2 separate regions of the Sus scrofa genome follow, and region 2 is linked to region 1. Evidence: chromatin contacts called from public Hi-C data. All regions are on one chromosome and are shown on one strand. The core of a region is the stretch at or near the end of the contact, and the rest is flanking DNA. Distances in the headings are between cores, read along the strand shown.

Region 1 (3,130 bases), core at 340-2,839:
CAGGCTGCCGGTCCTTAAATCTCAACATCTCCCAGAAGTATATAGAGGCCTTTGAGACCGCTTGCTCCTACCCACTCGCATTCCAGTGACGGGGCGGGGGTGGGAGAAGCAGGACTGTTCCCGAGCACAACCGCAATTCCAGGCAAAGAATGTTGCTGAGTGCTCAGAGCCCTGCCTCGGGATCAAAAGCTTTTCGTGAACTTGCGTTTACTTTTTATTTGAACTTCAGTCACCTCTTCCAGGGTGATTAAAGCTACCATTTCTGCTGAATACCCAAGAAAAGGGGGCAGTTGTAGGATGAATAACAACACACAAGAGTCACAATATGTTGGAGTTCCCTTCGTGGCTCAGTGGTTAACGAACCCAACTAGCATCCACAAGGACTCAGGTTCAATCTCTGGCCTCGCTCAGTTGGTTAAAGAATCTGGTGTTGCTGTGAGCTATGGTTTCAGTCGCAGATGTGGCTTGGATCCGCGTGGCTGTGCTGTGGTGTAGGCTGGTAGCTACAGCTCTGATTGGACCCCTATCGTGGGAACCTCCATATGCTGCAGGTGTGGCCCTAAGAAGACAAAAGACCAAAAAAAGGAAAAAAAAAAGTCACAAAATGTTAAAGATATTTTTTAAGTCATTCTTATTTTTGTCATTTTAAAAAGTCATTCGGAAGTGCCCGTCATGGTGCAGCAGAAATGAATCTGACTAGGATCCGTGAGGTTATGTGTTCGATCCCTGGCCTCGCTCAGTGGGTTAAGGGTCCAGGGTTGCCGTGAGCTGTGGTGTAGGTCGTAGGCGTGGCTCAGATCTGGTGTTGCTGTGGCTGTGGTATATGTCGACAGCTACAGCTCCCGATTAGACCCCTAGCCTGGGAACCTCCATGTGCCTTGGGTGCGGCCCTAAAAAAGGTAAAACAAGACCAAAAGAAATGAAGGAAGGAAGGAAGAAAGAAAGAAAAAAAGAAAGAACATAGTGAATAAAGAGTAGTTCAAGCTATTAGTTGAATCTGTATTTTTTTTTTTTTTTGTATTTTTGCCATTTCTTGGGCTGCTCCATATGTGGGTTCCCAGGCTAGGGGTCTAATCGGAGCTGTAGCTGCCAGCCTACACCAGAGCCACAGCAACGCAGGATCCGAGCTGCGTCTGCAACCTACACCACAGCTCACAGCAATGCCGGATCCTTAACCCACTGAGCAAGGCCAGGGATCGAACCCGCAACCCCATGGTTCCTAGTCGGATTCGTTAACTACGGTGCCATGACAGGAACTCCCATATTCATATTTTTTTGATGGTGGTGACGATCATGTTGTTGTGGTGAAAAGATATTCCTGTTTAGAGGTGGCCATTGGGTTCTTAGCTCTTGTCACTGGGATTAGGTTTCTAAACCAAGTGACCAAATAACCGGCTCAGGAAAGGAGGACGTGCTGACTTAAAGAATACTTCGTCCCTTGCTGGTATAACTTTCTGTTGTAGAAATGTACAAATATACCCAGTCCCCCTGCACCGATCCTCCACTTTCTACAGGCTGCCCTCCTTGCTTCCTCCCACAGGCTGGCACAGTGTTCCCTTTGGCTCTGAGATGCCACCCAGCTCTGGCCAGGGTGGAGGCAGGCTTCTCAGAGCCTTCTTTCCTATAATTTCTGGTTTATCAGCCCAGAGGATCAGGTGGCACAGAAGGGCTAATGGGTCTTAACGAGCAGCTGGAAATTCGGGTTAGGGCTGCCTGTCTCGCACCCTTCTGTCACTTCTCAGAGGGTGGGGCTTAGTCACCACTAAGAACTAAGAGATGCTCCAAAGCAGGTTAAGAGCCTTGCATTAAGTTATTTGCAAAACCATTTTCATGTTTTCAGGCCGCCACCCTTGGCAAGTCCAATCATGCTTGTCCCAACTTTCACTGCCCAGATTTGGGCCGGCTGGGGAAAGGAATTCAGCGTGAAAAATGAGGGCAGCTCTTGTTCCCTGCTTATACGTCAAGCCTCCAGACACAGTCTGGTGGCCCCATTCCTTCTGCTGGGGTGGGCTTGGGGGGAGGTTATTGAAAAACCATTTTGTTTTGCTAGTCTGAAAAAAAGATTCATAAAGGATGGTATTTTGTGTTTCTTCTTGCTTCTGTTGTCATTTTTTGGTGCTTCTGTTCCTTTAGCAATTACTTATTCTCTAGCTTGTCTACCCAAAGGCGTAGAAATAACCATTACCTGCTCTACTTGATTGCTCTTTCGCTTTCAAAATGTGGTTGTATTCACTGTCTTGGTCCCTCCTCACACAACCCTGAAGAGGGAGGCTCCGTCATTGACGGTGTCCCTCAGGTTCCAGTAGAGAAAAATGAGCCCCAGAGAGGTGAACCATTTTGCCAAAGGCCACTCAGCTAGAACATGGCAGAATCTGGGTTTATGCGTTTATAATCCAGTCAGAAAACAAAGTCATTGTTAAAGCAAGCCTTCCTCTGTCACCCAATCCCACCCCTTCAAGTTGTAGAAGTGGATTGTAGAACTGGCTAAATGGTGAGGGTAGAGGTGGGGGCATTATTTTCAATGTTGTGTTGTTTGTTTGTATTTTACAGACAGGCAAGGGTTGAGGCAGCGACCGATTAGTCAAAGGACTCAGCTCTTTCCCAGTGAACTAACTCTTACTGCTTTGGCTGCTCAGTTTATTTGCCGGGTAGCAGGGTCCTAGCTGCTTCATGAGGTGGCCTCAGATTTCTACCATCCTTGGATACCACCTAGGAGGCAAAATCATCCTTTAAAAATATCCAGGGCCCTGGATTTTCCTTGTGGCTCATCGGATTAAGAACCTGACTAGTATCCATGAAGATGTGGGTTTGATCCCTGGCCTTGCTCAGTGGGTTAAAGTCCAGTGTTGTTGTGTAGGTCGCAGACGCTGCTTGGATCCTGCATTGCTGTGGCTGTGGCGTAGGCCAGCAGCTACAGCTCCAATTCAACCCCCAGCCTGGGAACTTCGAACATACGCCGCAAGTGCAGCACTAAAAAGAAAAAAAAAAAAGAAAAACAAAAAGTAAAAAGATCCAGGGCCGTAATAGACTTTCTCAGGGTTGGGGAGTCAACCATGAGACTAAGTTACTCATGTTAAGGGCCATTCCCAGCTCTACTGTTCACTGGGGCAAATTTCTTAACCTCTCTGAA
Region 2 (3,130 bases), core at 187-2,686, 78 kb before region 1:
CAGCTGTTCGTTGAGCATATGTTCTGTGCCAGGCACCCCTGTAGGGGCTGAGGATACAAAAATGCAGACAACATCAAAATCCCAGCTCTAATGTCTGGGTGGCTCCAGGAAAAAATATTTGTAGGGACCACATACCATATGAGTCAAGGTCGTAAACTTTTTCTTTTTTTTTTTTTTTTTTTTTTTTGTCTTTTTGCCATTTTTGGGCCACTCCCGCGGCATATGGAGGTTCCCAGGCTAGGGGGCTAATTGCAGCTGTAGCCGCCGGCCTATGCCAGAGCCACAGCAACGCAGGATCTGAACCGCGTCTGCAACCTACACCACAGCTCACGGCAATGCCGGATCCTTAACCCACTGAGCAAGGCCAGGGATCGAACCCACAACCTCATGGTTCCTAGTTGGATTCGTTAACCACTGAGCCACGACGGGAACTCCTAAGGTCATAAACTTAAATAAAAGCTATGCCACCTTCGTGCAATAGAAGAGCATGTCTTCACAGCCATCAGGAAGGCCAGTTTTAATCTGGATTCCCAGACACCCAGAATACTGGGCAGAGTGTGGCTGCACTGGCAGAGTTAGCCCCCAACCAGGAGTGGTGGTCAGTCTGCTACTCTACCCACCCCAGGCTTCATCCTACACCATGAGAGTCCTTGTGCCTGCATGTGTGTGTGTGTTTGTGTGTGTGTGGGTAACTCCCCAGCCCATCCATCCAAACTGGAGCTCCACACACAGCCATCCACTGACCACTCCTTGCGCCTAGGAGTGCACGCCTGGCTGTGCTGGCTGCCCGGGACAGACCTGGGAGAGTTGGGACCATTCATGCAGGGAATGGTCTAGAGGGCAGGGCCGGGGCACAGGTTCTACGGTCACAACTCCTTAGCTCAGTGGAGGGGCAGGACGGCCAGAGCAGGGCCTTTGTAGCACAAGGCAGAGCCCTTCCTGCCCAGTATAAGGGCGATCCTGCTGACGGTCAGTGGGAGACAGGATGCCATAAACAAGACAAACCAGCGAAACAGACGGTGCAGTGAAAGGGGACGGCGTGTAGGAAGGAAGGGGCTGGGGGGGGTTCGGTTCAGTTCTAGTGGTCAGGAAAGTCCTCACTGAGAAGGGGGCATTTGAGCAGACTGGAGGATACTGGGGAGCAAGTATGCAGAAATGTCTAGTAAAAGTTATAAGAGCAAAGGCCCTGAGCCAGGAGTGTGCTGGGTGGACTTGAGCAGAGTTCAGCAGGGAGGCCAGAGCAGCTGAAGCAGAGGGACGGAGCGAGGGTGCCATGGGAGGTGAGGTCAGACAGGTATGGCCCAGGTACCAGGTGCCCTGGCCTGGGCTGCCACCTCCTCACCCAGTCTGGAGGCTGAGCTCAGGGCAAGGCCTGGTCCCAGAAGCCCTGGGAAAAGACCTGACTCAGCAACCTTGCCTCATCCTGGAGCTGGCGAAACCCGATCCCTCTCCTGCTCCATCCTCAGCCGCCCAGGACCTGTCCAGGCCTGCGGGCCGCTGCAGAGCTGGCAGGCAGGAGCCGCAAGATTCTTCTTTCTCAGGGCCTCTGGACTGAGTCGGGGAGCCTGTCAGGAGCCCCAAGTCCAGGGGAGAAGAGCCCTGGTGAAGAGTGCAGCCCCCAGAGGTGACAGAGGTGGGCGTGACTCACCAGCCTCACCTCTCAAAGGAGAGGTGGCAAGGAGGCCGCCGTGATGAATAGCACTCAGCGCTCTGCCCAGTGGGCCATTAGGATGCTAGAAGTGGTCACTGCTGTTATTTCTGTTACTGCTTCTTGTTATTTGACCTTCTCCTCGCTAGGGGTGGGCCCAGCCCTCAGCTGCCTCAGCATTCCTGTGCCCACTGCCCAGCAAGTGGCAGGGGTGCGACGGGCAGGGAGGAATCTGAGCAGGGCTGGGTGGGTCAGGAATGCTTAGGCAGTGCCGTGTCCGCACTGGCTTCCAGTAAACCAAGGCTGGCCGCTGAGGCAGGGGAGGGCAGGCCTCTTGCCCCCCTGGAACCTGACAACCAAGGGCTTCTGGGGAGACCTCAGAAGTAATGCTAAGTAATTACAGGAATGACTGCCTTTAGAGCGTCTGTGAATTATGCACTTGCTGTGTGCAGGCAGTAGGCTCAAGTTTCCCTCCAAATCAAAACGGAAGTTTTAACACGTCCCACAAGGCTCTGATCCGGTTGCCCCTGGGACTTCACCACCTGCTGCTCTTCCCTCAGTCCCGCCTTTATTTTGGCTGCATCAGCCTCCTGCTTCTGTCAGCGTAGTCCAGGCTGGCTCCCATCTCGGCGGGGCCTTTGCACTGGCCATGCCCTCCGCCTGGCCTGCAGTTGCCCCAGATACCTTATGGCTCCTCACCTCCTTCAGACATCACCCAGGTGTCCACTTGTCAGAGATTCTGTCCCTGGATTAGCCCACCTTTAAAATAGCAACCCCGCCTCCACCCCTCATTTTTCCATAAGCATTCTCTAGCATTTATTGTTTCTCACCATACTACACTACATATTTTGTGTTTGTCCGGTTTAGTCATTATCTTCCCTGCCCCCTTGTTTAAATATAAGCTCCATGTGGGCAGAGATTTTTGTTGCTTCTCCACTGTTTCATCCCCAAGCCATGGTTTAGTACCTGGAACATGGTAGGTACTATTGTTGAATAAAGGTGCTTTACAGCCCCCAAGGCAGGTTTTATCAATTCCTTTTTGGAGGTGAGGAAACTGAGGCCAGGGAGGCGGGTGAGTCACCCGTGGTCATGCCCAGGTGGTAAGCAGCAGAGCCTAGAGAACCCAGGGCCATCGCGTGTGCTGTCTCATTGAACCCTGCCGCTGTCCTGGAGTGGTTATACTTGTGCCTCTTGCAGGGGAGCAAGCTGAGCTAGAGCGTGGCAGAGATGGGAGATGAAGCTGGTCCTGTCTGTTCTGACCAAGTCGTTGCTTCCTAGCGTATGGGCTTCAGGCCTGTGGTGGGATGTGAGATGATATCAGGTGATACATGAGCAAGGTATTAAAGTCTCAAGTGATCCTGAGTCACACAGAGAGAAAGTTATTCCATTTGCAATTTTCTTTCTCTCCTTTTCTGTGCTTAGCAAGCCTTTAATGGCTTTAACACATGGTTCTCTCCCAACCAGAGAAGGCCTAGAATTTAA

What was found. Hi-C and Micro-C count contacts between places; a contact is called where the count stands out from the background.
Region 2: a Hi-C map of fetal skeletal muscle shows a contact between it and region 1, with 2.1 times the contacts expected there. The contact joins two enhancer-like sites. A contact is called at or near these places in 2 of 5 promoter capture datasets (fetal liver and liver), 23 of 47 Hi-C or Micro-C datasets (adipocytes, blood, brain and 13 more) and 1 of 2 datasets of contacts at active chromatin or transcription factors (skeletal muscle).

What each region holds. Positions count from the first base shown.
Region 1 is chr6:18,105,645-18,108,774 of Sscrofa11.1, reverse strand. The region is part of intron 2 of CDH1 (cadherin 1); the gene reads left to right. Among named protein-coding and RNA genes, the nearest start is that of TANGO6, 36 kb to the right of the region's middle. Within about 2 kb of position 1,589, at least 9 of the 83 cell types and tissues checked have an H3K27ac peak or open chromatin away from gene starts, as enhancers often do. A contact at or near this core is called in fetal skeletal muscle and omental adipose tissue, where this site is marked.
Region 2 is chr6:18,183,142-18,186,271 of Sscrofa11.1, reverse strand. No RefSeq gene overlaps it. Among named protein-coding and RNA genes, the nearest start is that of CDH1, 29 kb to the right of the region's middle. Within about 2 kb of position 1,436, at least 16 of the 83 cell types and tissues checked have an H3K27ac peak or open chromatin away from gene starts, as enhancers often do. A contact at or near this core is called in fetal skeletal muscle and omental adipose tissue, where this site is marked.